Linked DNA regions of Zea mays: region 1 is linked to region 2. The links are chromatin contacts, called in public Hi-C maps. All regions are on one chromosome and are shown on one strand. Each heading gives the region's core, a stretch centred on a gene start, on an enhancer-like site or on the middle of the called end of the contact. The rest is flanking DNA. Distances are from core to core; before and after follow the strand shown. Region 1 holds the start of LOC103632543 (two pore potassium channel c). Region 2 holds the start of LOC100282824 (myb family transcription factor-related protein).

What was found. A called contact is a pair of places that touch in the nucleus more often than the background predicts.
Region 1: a Hi-C map of ear shows a contact between it and region 2, with 2.8 times the contacts expected there. The contact joins the promoter of LOC103632543 here to the promoter of LOC100282824 in region 2. A contact is called at or near these places in 2 of 25 Hi-C or Micro-C datasets (ear and leaf).

Annotation. Positions count from the first base shown.
Region 1 is chr7:87,806,868-87,812,634 of Zm-B73-REFERENCE-NAM-5.0, forward strand. LOC103632543 (two pore potassium channel c) reads right to left here and starts at 3,662. Exons shown (of 2, transcript XM_020541264.3): 1 at 2,081-3,662. The coding sequence starts at 3,282.
Region 2 is chr7:87,481,796-87,487,400 of Zm-B73-REFERENCE-NAM-5.0, forward strand. It overlaps LOC100282824 (myb family transcription factor-related protein), which reads left to right and starts at 3,841. Exons shown (of 6, transcript NM_001412424.1): 1 at 3,841-4,316; 2 at 5,529-5,605. The coding sequence starts at 4,133.

The DNA of each region.
Region 1 (5,767 bases), core at 2,412-4,911, 320 kb after region 2:
CTGCGAAATGCAAGCGGTGCTGGATATCAATTAATCTCCATAAATCAATCTGACACATCAAGCACACAGCCACAACTAATTTCAAAATGCAGCAACTACGCCAGCAAACCAAATAAAAATCAACTAGGTTTAACATAAATTAATATTACTAAATGGGTGATAGCATGATTTAAAAAATACAAGCCAAAGAACAATGATAGTTTCTTTATACTGAAAAGAAGCCATGAAGTGGGTTCTAAACAATTCAGGGATAACCGAATGAATAAGACAATCACTACCAAAATACTTGATTGGAGTGTAAGAGAATATAAAACATGAAGTATAAGCTATTCTAACATAAATTTACTAAACACAAGCAGAAAGTATTTCATATTCAAGAAAAATAAAAAAAATGGATGGTAATACTGTTTCCATGTGTTGGCAGAAAAAAATGTGTGCATAAAGCTTATAAGTGTTTGGCATGTTTCACAATAGTCAATCTTTTAGTCCAACCATCTCTCAGACAAAGACCAATGATATATTATATATACAATAATGACAACGATGACTAGATGTCAGACCTAGTCCACTTTTATTAACTGAAAATCTTGTACAATTTAGTTATCACATCTTGAAAGTATGGTAGCAGCCTAGGAGGTGAAGTTGGACCAAGTATGGTACTGTACCCTTGATCTCATCCTCGACTGTACCACAATGATTTTTCAAGTGGTCATACATTCTGAACTATGGGAGTATGAATCATTTATATATTCCAAATATTTAAAGCTTTCAAACTACCATAAATATTTTCAAAACAACTATATAATAATAAATAGTATATGTATATTTGTCGAATTGAATAAACACCTAAATGCGAGAAATTGCACACCATAAGTCAGTCAGCCAACTGATATTTACAGTAGCACTGTCATACCTTTAAAAAGAATCTAGGATTATTCAGCAGACGCTTAGTAGCACAAAACAAGATAAACAAAATATGATACAAGAGCATAAAAGGAAAGTTTGTGGGTTTTCTGAAAATGGCACAACGAACATCCTCTCTTAATGGTAAATATCCACAATTCTACATAAGCATTAAGCAAATTATCTAAATTTGCATGCCATGCTCAAGAGTTGACAACCTGTCAAGCCCCATTCCATGTTTTTTCTATGTTATATTTAATGCCATAATTGCATTCCATAATATTTTCAGTCGTGGACTATTATTTTTCAGTCTTAAGGTGGCCATGTTTACACATCTTGTTATACGTGCCCTAATAAGAGGTAGTATTCAATGTTTCAATAAGTACACCTCAGGTGCATCACAGATTCATAGATGCAAATCAAAAGAAGCAAAAGAGGTACAATATCTGAAACATGAATATTGCAAGCCAGCTAGCAAGGGAACATCAGGAGAAACCAACGATAAAAAGGATATGTAACATACTAGCAGCAAAAGGCATAGATTGGTCATATTCTTTTGTGAAACTCCATTATGATGTAATCTTGTATATCAATGAATTGATTTAGGAAGCAAAGACCCCTTGTATTGCTGCCTCACACATTAGGATTCACGGAATCTCCATCGAATCTTATAGATCAGTTGCAACCAAATAAGTGAATAATGAACCTTGAGACCAATAATGACAGACCTAGTGAACAACCAATGCTAGTGATATATGATTGCTGGAACTTGAGTGTTTTGAATATTTAAGGCATGTTTGGTTCCCTGCCTAACTTGCCACACATTGCCTAACTTTTCTGCCTAAGGTTAAGTTCTTCAATTTGAACGACTAACCTTAGACAAAGTGTGGCGTAGTTAGCCACGAACCAAACAGGCCCTTACTTTGCCCGATTTATAGGTTGATAGTTCCATACTGTCTAAGAGGTGACCTCAATTGTGAAACAAGATGCCTGCTATTTGTGGACCATTACCAAAAAGGCTCTCTGGAGGATAATCAGCTTGAAGCCACCCGTTTGCATAGCATATCAATGGATGAATAATGTTTCCTCAGCATAAAAATAAGAAATCATTTGGACATAATCATGCTAACTAGTGAATGAAAGCAAAGAAATGTGAACCAAGGCCTCATGGACTTACGTGACATATCCATTGTTGTCAATGTCTGCAGCAAGAAATTCAGACACGGTCATGTCTCTGGACAGCACCCAGTTGGCCATGGCTCGGTGCCTCTTGTCAATCCTCATCTCTGCCAAGTAGAGGAATGCCCTTGCCACAGCCAGGGTGGACACGAGCAGCCAAGCGGATGCAAAAAGGCGCCCAGCCAGTGTCCGGAACGCCTGGTCCCCATAACCAACTGTGGTCACCGACATCACGGCAAGATAGACGGCGTCGAGCCACCCCAGGCTCTCCACCCTCCTGAGAACTGCAGCCCCGACACCCACGCAAACAGCCACGACGCCCAGCGCGAGCGCCACCTTCATACGGATGCGCATCCTGCCCTTCTTGACGTCAAAGATGTAGTTGTGGCGGTGCTTGCGCGCAGAGGTTGGGTTCTTGAGCGCGGTGATGAGGAGATGCTCCTGTAGGTCGAGCACATAGGAGACCATCCCGGAGAGGAGGATGTCAACGAAGCCGAAGCCGATGAGGACGAAGGAGATGGAGAAGAGCTTGGCGGCGGGGGTGGCGGGCGTGATGTCACCGTATCCGATGGTACAGAGCGTGACGATGCAGAAGTAGAGCGCGTCGGCGACGGGGTGCGTGGGTCCCGCGGAGGAGCTGAAATTGGCGGGCGCGGCGGCGTAGAAGGTCACGCCGAGGGCGAGGTAGGCGAGCAGGAAGAGGAAGGTGTGCAGCACGATGGAGGGGCGCTCGGGCGGCGCGGGAGCCTGGTCCCCGGCAGCGGCTGCGGCCGCGAGCGTCACGGCGCTGAGCGGCGCCATGGCTGGGGCGGTGCGGGAGCGGTGGAGGTTGGTGCGGGCGCTTGCGGCGTTGGCGATGAATTCGAAGAGAGAGGACGCGCCGGCAGCGGCGGCGGAGGAAGGGTCCTCGGGGTCCGACGGTGGCGAGGGCGGGGACGAGGAGCAGGAAGGCAGGTCAAAATCGTAGAGGCCGTCCACGGAGCTGCGGCGGCGGTGCGCGCGGTGCGAGTGCGACGGGGGAAGCGGAGGGGGCGGCGGCGGCTGAGGCGGTGGCGGGTGGGCGCCGAAGATGATGCGGTCCTTGTAGGAGGAGGCCGGTGATGGGCAGGAAGGGGATGGCGGCGGGGAGAAGTGGAACACCTCCGAGTGCTCCGGCAGCGAGTGGAGGAGGTGCGCCGGCAGCAGCGGCTCCGTGTCCATGTCGAACGGGCTCTTCTCGGACTCAGGTTCCGGGAAGCAGAGAGATGAGACGGCGGTTGGACTTGTTGGATTCCACCGATTCCTTGGGACTGTGGGGACGCTATGCCGCTATGCGATGAGATAATTGCCATTATGGACGAAGAGAGGAGGGGATTCGACGAAATGGAGGCGTTGGCGTTGGCTTCTCTGTTCTGGAGACGCAGGCGACAGCCAAACTCCAAAACGAAAAGGAGACAGCGCTTGGAACTACGTTAACAGGTATTAGTTTCCTCTCTCCGTTTACCGTTCGCCTACGCAGACGCCGTCTGGCGCACTCGTCTTGAGCTCGCCCCTGGTTCGGCTCTGCGCCCTTGAGCTCCCTTGAGCCCCTAGATCTCCGGCCACCGTGCCTGCTCCCTTGAGCTCGCCCCTGGTTCGGCTCTGCGCCTCCCTGCTGGCCGCAGCATCTGAGTCTCGGGCTCCGGCACGGCGCACCTGGGGCACATCCAGTCGTCGTCGGGGACGGCGTCCAGGGGAGGGTCGCAGCAGTCGATGTGCATGCCGATCCCGCCGCCGGCCTCGTCGCCGCAGATCAGCATCACGTCTCCCCGGTCCCTGCGGCCGCACGCCGAGCAGCTCAGGTCCTCTGGATCGTCGTCTTCCGACGGTTCCGACTTCTCCGCCGTTGCCATCTCTAGCTGCTTCTTCGTGAGTTTCTCCAGGGACATGCTGGCCACGCAGTTCGTCTCGAAGAGAACGTGCCGGTCCAGGGGCTGGCCCGGCTTGCACACGTACTCGACCAGGTAATCGGCGCTGACACAGGGAATGCCGTGGGCCGTGGCTGATGAATTCCTGGACCCACGCGTCTGTTCGTGATATGCTCTCTGATACCACGGCGAAGTCGACTCCAGAGTCTAGGAACCGGGTGTATGGCGGCGATGTTGCTAAAACGGCGCCATTGCCGGCCTTTACTGCACGCTTTACTGTGTCCTGCAAAGAAAGAGGAACTTTAAAATTTAGAAAAACACGGAACATAATCAAACCCCAAAGTACAAGACAATAGGCGTCGTGCTCGTGCATCACTAGTTTCCACAGCCACACTACAAGCCTGTTGTCAAAAGAGCTGGTTGACTATAAGCAAAGAACTATTACCAGAGTTGGTAATATGAACTGTCCGTAGGCAACGATCTGCATTCCGTAGAAGGCGCCATGGCCCATCTGCTGCCTTATGTTTCGCCATTTCCTGGGAGCGTCGAAACTGATTGTTCGTCCATCGTTGAAGCCTGTGCCGAACCATTCAAACGGTTCTTCGTCCACGAACTTGCCGGCCTCAATGCACGAGGTCAAGTACTCTCTCTTCAGTATCCACCTAATTGGAGAAAGAAGCTTTGAGCATTCAGATTTTGTGAAAGAAGCTTTGAGAAAGAACCTTTTCTGAGCACATGCACCATCTAGTCCATCCTCACGCTTAGGATTTTCATTGCCTGCAATGCTCTGAACATCAGCAGGTTGAATAACCTTTTGCTGTCTTGTTTCTAATGTAGAAAGATTGGAGTAACCTCTCAGTGTGCTTTCTTCAGCCCTCTGAGGTGATACCATATGGTTAACTGAATACCCTTCCTGTAAAAATGAATTCCGAGAGGTCTTTTTATAGTTATTTGTGTTCTTGATGTAGTTAGACATGGAAGATGCGATGGCCAGGGGACTCAGATGCTGCGGCCAGCAGGGAGGCGCAGAGCCGAACCAGGGGCGAGCTCAAGGGAGCAGGCACGGTGGCCGGAGATCTAGGGCACCGCGAGCTGCACGACAGGGGAATTCTGAGCTGGGAGCGCGGCAACCATGGCTGGAGCAGGCGCGGCGCTGGGCGTTGGAGACCAGAGAGGAGAGCTGAGGGGCGCGGCTAGAGAAGCTAGGAAGGAGCTGGGCGAGCGGCGAGCCAGGGAGAAGCTGGGAGCCACAACGCTGTGGAGAAGAAGGAGCAGAGCGCGCTGGAGAGATGAAGACCAGGGCGCGGCAGGGATGAAGGAAGAAGGATCGCGCGTGAAGTTAAAGGAACCAGGGCGCTCTGCTCCTTCTTCTCCACAGCGAGAGTTCGGGTGTGCCAGAGTGATGGCGAGGAGAAGAGACGGTGTACAGACGAGTGCGCCAGACGGCGTCTGCGTAGGCGAACGGTAAACGGAGAGAGGAAACTAATACCTGTTAACGTAGTTCCAAGCGCTGTCTCCTTTCCGTTTTGGAGTTTGGCTGTCGCCTGCGTCTCCAGAACAGAGAAGCCAACGCCAACGCCTTCATTTCGTCGAATCCCCTCCTCTCTTCGTCCATAATGGCAATTATCTCCTATGCGATGGACGGATTGACGAGGAGGAACTGAGGAAGGAGAAGGCGAGTGGCCGGCGCGGCGGGAGATGTTGGAAGCCTGCGGCCGCTGATGTCTTCTTCTCGTAGTACTATCCTCCTCACTCCGTAGAAATTACGAGTCTTTCTATAAATCAAAACATAAAGTTTA
Region 2 (5,605 bases), core at 2,591-5,090:
GAGACAATTAGTCTGTTTGAACAGTCGGAAGCTCGAAAGCGGCTAAGGTGGCAACACAAAAGAAATGACGCTCGATCTCTTGATTGAACTCCTCGTTCCGTAACTTCTGATTTAATCGTACAAGCTTTCATGGCAAAGGAGGCAGTATCACAAGGAAACATAAGAAGCTTTCAAAGCGAATAGCTATGAGTTGTTATTGATCTGTTATTAGTTTTAGTTAAATTTTTCTATAAGATATGCAAAACTATGTTTTGTTGCTTGGAGACAATAAAAAAGCATGCACTTTGCTGATTAGCACTTTGTCTCGATGTCAATTTCGAGAATAGCATTGTATCCATTAAAGCCATGTTAGGTTATAGTGGGATTAGGGATGGCAACGGGGAATTCTCCGTTGGGTTTTAGCTCCCCATCCCCGTCCCTGCGACGAAAAAATTCCCTGCGGATTGTGGTCCGGATTTCCCTATCATCCAATATGCTGACGATACTATTCTCATAATGGAAGCTTGCCCTAGACAGCTTTTCTTTTTAAAAGCGATGCTCAATTCTTTTGCTGAATCCACTGGGCTACATGTTAACTACCACAAATCTAACATTTATCCCATCAATGTCACGGACCAGAAAATGAAAATCCTTGCAAATACATTTCACTGCAAAATTGGATCAATGTCTTTCACTTACTTAGGGCTTCCCTTGAGCCTTCAAAGACCCAACCTGGGTGCTTTTCTTCGTCTTATCCAGAAAATTGAAAAAAGACTGGCGTCAACCTCTATCTTCTTATCACAGGCTGGCAGGCTTCAAATGGTTAATGCAGTATTCTCCTCACTTCCAACATACTACATGTGCACTCTCAAGCTCCCCAAAACGGTGATCAAACATATTGACAAACTCAGACGGCATTGCCTTTGGAGAGGTGCAGATTTAAATGCCAAGAAACCCCCTCAAGTGGCTTGGAAATCGGTCTGCAAGCCAAAATTTCAGGGGGGATTGGGTGTCATAAATTTGGCATTACAAAATAAAGCCCTGCTCATGAAAAATCTTCATAAATTCTATAACAGAGTTGACATCCCATGGATCAATATAATCCGGGCCAATCACTATAGTCATTTACTGCCCTCAAATAAACCAGTTGGTTCTTTTTGGTGGAGAGATGTCCTTAAAACTCTTGAATTCTTTAAGGGAATTGCTCGGGTGGAGATTAGAGATGGAAAAACAACACTTCTATGGCATGACAACTGGGATGGTATTTGCAAATCGGCACAGTATCCAGAACTTTGGTCCTTCGCCTCATGCAAGGACATCACTGTCCAACAAGCAAGATTGGCAGACTCGCAAGAGATGTTCCACACACCACTATCTGCAGAGGCCTTTGTTCAATTTCAAGAGTTGAATGGTTGCTTGGCTAATCTCCCACATAATAATCAGAGAGACAAATGGATCTGCACTACTTCTTCTAGCTTCTTTTCATCACAAAAGATTTATTCTCACTTGATGGGCAACCAGTGGACACATCCCATCTACACTTGGCTGTGGAAATCAAAATGCCAACCCAAACACAAGGTCTTTTTCTGGCTCTTACTTAAGGACAGATTAAATACCCGGGCTTTTCTGAGACAACGAGCTATGTTACTGGATTCATACACCTGTGACAACTATATTCTACAAGCTGAAGAGACAGCCACCCATCTTTTTTTCCGATGCTGTTTTGCTAGGAGATGCTGGTCCTTTATAGGAATCTCCCCGTCACGATCAACTGACTTGATCAACACCATTCTAAGGATCAGAAGACGTTGGCAAGTCCCATGGAAACTTGAAACTATCATTCTATTAACCTGGTGCATCTGGAAAAGCTGAAACAATTGGGTGTTCAATGAGATTCCGCCCACGGTGGAAGAATGTCGGGACATGTTCAAAACAGAAATGAACTTATTGTGTCACCGAGTTAAGCCAGTGAAAGGAGATAAAATTAAAACCTGGATTCAGTGTTCTATTCTGTAATTTTCGTTCTCCTTTCTGTATCTACTTTCCCTTTCTCTCCTCATGCAATAAAAATACTGTAGGCTCTCCCTACAGTAATTTAAGTTTCAAAAAAAATCCCTGCGGGGATCCCCACGAACGTGGACATTTCTTCCCCATCCCCGTTACCCGCGGGGATAAATCCCTGTCGGGGATCCCCGTCCCCGCTTAAATTATAAATAGATCGTACTTCATTTGTTATTAATATAAAACCTTGTCACTTATACACATTGTTAGATGTAAAAATCATTATGTGTACATTAAAATGAATGCATTTATACAACGAGTAATCTCTTGGCAAGATAATTATTTATTTTATCATTAACTATTATATGAAAACATTGTGACATGTAAGTTTAACGGGTCCCCGTGGGGAACGGGGATCCCCGTTTACCCGTCGGCGAAGAATTTTCCCCATTTAAATCCTCGCGGGAGAAGAAATTTTTCCATCCCCATCCCCTAATAGAGGAATTCCCTACGGGGAATCGGGGATCGGGTCTCCATTGCCATCTCTAAGTGGGATTAGAGAGGATTGAGGAGGATTAAATCTCTTTCTATTCAAAATTGAAGAGGGGAGATTTATTCCCTTCCAATCCCTTTAATCCACTCTTAACCAAACAATCCCTAAATTGGATATTTTTGTCCTTGCCACAATGTCGTTTTGCATGTCAATATTTATCATAATACTTTTGTCACCACTAAGTTGTCCTTGTTTATTACTAGTAACTGCAAAGCTATTAGGCACTTTCCATTTCACAAATAAAATGTTATATTTCAATATTTGATTAAAAAATAAACATTATCTAGACACTGCACGTTGTTACTGTTTCTATTTATGATAGAGTATAGAATATAAAACACAAAGTCACAATACATACATATTATGTTGTCTAGGTGGGTGTGAATATGGCTTTAGAGTCAATAACCATTGTTCGAATCCTCATTTGTATGTAATTTTAGTCTTTTATCATTTAAATGTGAGGGGACAAGGAGAGGTGAATGGAAGGAGTGAAAAGTTTTTAGGCTTTGGAGTGAACTATTTTGGGCCAACATCAGGTTCTTTCTAGCCCTTGCGAAAATTGAATCTGGTCCAACATTATAATACCGTGTCCAACAGTTTATCTATATGATCATCTAAAACATTGTTTCACACTGTAGACTGCACTATTCACAGAGTGAAGTTTGAGTATTAGTATATGGATAAATAAATTGCTGAAGATAGACTAATCAATTGATCGAAGTACTAGTAATCTGAGCTGTATTTTAATAACATCAATAGTTTCTTATCCGGAAAGGTGATGACGTCTGGATCTAGACATGAACGTGCAAGACAATATTTTGCAAGCAAGGAACACAGCAAAAGAGCAGAATGAAAATGCCTAAACAATTGGAGAGGAGGCACCAATCAGTCTCTGTTCAGGTTGAGCGGTCACCTGTGCCGCCGTCCACTCCATTTTATATTTTCAGCAAGCAAGATCTGATTAATTAATTATTATTGTGTCAGCCCAATTGCCAATTTGGCCGCACCAAACAGACAGGAGAGTGACGAGCGAGAGCAAGAGGACAGAGGAGTGAGAAGCGCAAGTACAAAAAGCAAAAGGGCGATGAAATTTCCATGCTCCAATGATTGTGCAGTCACCAACAGCTCAGGATTTCATTCTACACCAATCAATCAAGATTAAGAAAGGATTTTTAAGAGGTGGGCTGTTATATGTCTCTGGGACGATGATGGCTCTACTGACTAACCAGATGCAGTGTTTATCAAGTCAGATGTAATTTTTCAATGACGGTGTCAGAAAAGGACATTGCTTTGCACTAACAAATATCATTACGGCAATAATGAAATGGGAGCCTTGCAGCTTGCGCCACCAGAGAGCTACTAAACACAATTCGATCGAGAGCGAGCGAGCGAGAGAGAGAGAGAGAGAGAGAGAGAGAGAGAGCAGGGCTGAAGAAGTTGGAGGAATCGCTGCCAGTGGAAAGCGGCAGCAGCAGAAGCAAGAACCAGCAAGAAAGGGGAGAGAGAAAGCCGAAGGACTTTTCCTCGGATTGCATCCTTCGCTTTTGAGGGAAGGAGAAGGACCCTCTCTGTCCTCGCGGGGGGCGGCAGGAGGAGCAGATGTTCCCGCCTGGCCTGATCCACCACCGCCCTGACGCTACCGCTCCCGGCGATGGGCCACCGCGCTCCGGCCCCGGTGGGCCGAGCCTTGTACTGACGGCGGACCCCAAGCCCAGGCTACGGTGGACGGCCGACCTCCACGAGCGTTTCGTCGACGCCGTGGCCCAGCTCGGCGGACCCGAGAGTGAGCTACCCTCTCCTCCCTCTCCAATCTCGCAACTTTGGCGGTCCTTGGTTTTGGCATTGGAATAGAGAGCATTGCGTGCTTGTTGCCTTGTTGGTTAGTGCATCCATTGGGTGTCTTCCTTGGTCTCTCGGTAGCCGAGATTTCGTGGCGCGCGCGAGGTTCCGTTCCGGATTGAGGATGCTTGCGCTGAAACCGTCGGAAAGTTTTGATCGTTAGTGTACAAATCCTGGAATTTAGGCTCGAGCTAAACGCAAGTCGTTTGGATAAGTGCGCCGTGCATTTGCGCTTCCGATGTCAGATCTAGCGTGCCCGAGGTAACATGGTATTTGGGGCGTGCATGAATGAAGTTTATCTGCTTTCTTGCTATGGAACATATTGAGAGATGTGGCCTGTGTTTCTGCTGCATGCAGAGAAGATGGGTCATGTTCATCGTGTCCGGTCATTATGTTATGGTGACCTGTATTGATGAAGGTTGATTAGTGTGGATTTTTTAACGTAATTGTTGAACGCAAAATGTGACATGCGGACTGTCCGCCCCGGGCAGGACGGCCCGCGGTGGTGACGCGGACGGTCGGCTTTCCGGATTTCGGCGCCAACAGTAATGTTGGCTGCTGGAAATTGATCTGTTGGGGCTAGCAAGAAGTGTATAATGTTTTCTCTGAGATACTCCTCTCTTCAAATTATAAGTCATTCTAGTTTTTTTAGTTTTTAGGTACATAGCTTTGCTATGCATCTAGACATACAGTTTATCTCAATGCATGGCTTTTGCTATGCATCTAGAAAAACCAGAACAACTTATAATTTAGAACGAAGGGATTGCTTATTATACACAAGCTTGGCTCTTGCATATTTGCACTCTATATAGTTTTTTATTGTTCAAATTTTAGGTTTCAAGCATTTTATTTCTGTAATTTTTTATATAGATTCATTTTTGGCGCCAAATATCCTGGAAATTCAGCTATAATGTCAAACATTCAAAACAAAGGAAGTATATGTTTCCTTGTCGTTTTGGTGTTCCACCGTTATTTTTTGTGTGAACTGGGGCAGAGCAGTCACCACTGCCACCGGGTCCATTTGGATGTCAAATTGTCCCTCCAAATGGTAGTATGCAATTAGTCATTTGCTATCACGGAACTAGGAGAGCACACTAATCTAAATTCTTGTTTCTTGTGTTTTGAAAATATTTTTAATGAATGAATAATTTTGCAGAAGCAACACCAAAAACTATCTTAAGGACGATGGGTGTCAAGGGTCTTACTCTTTTCCACTTGAAGAGTCATCTTCAG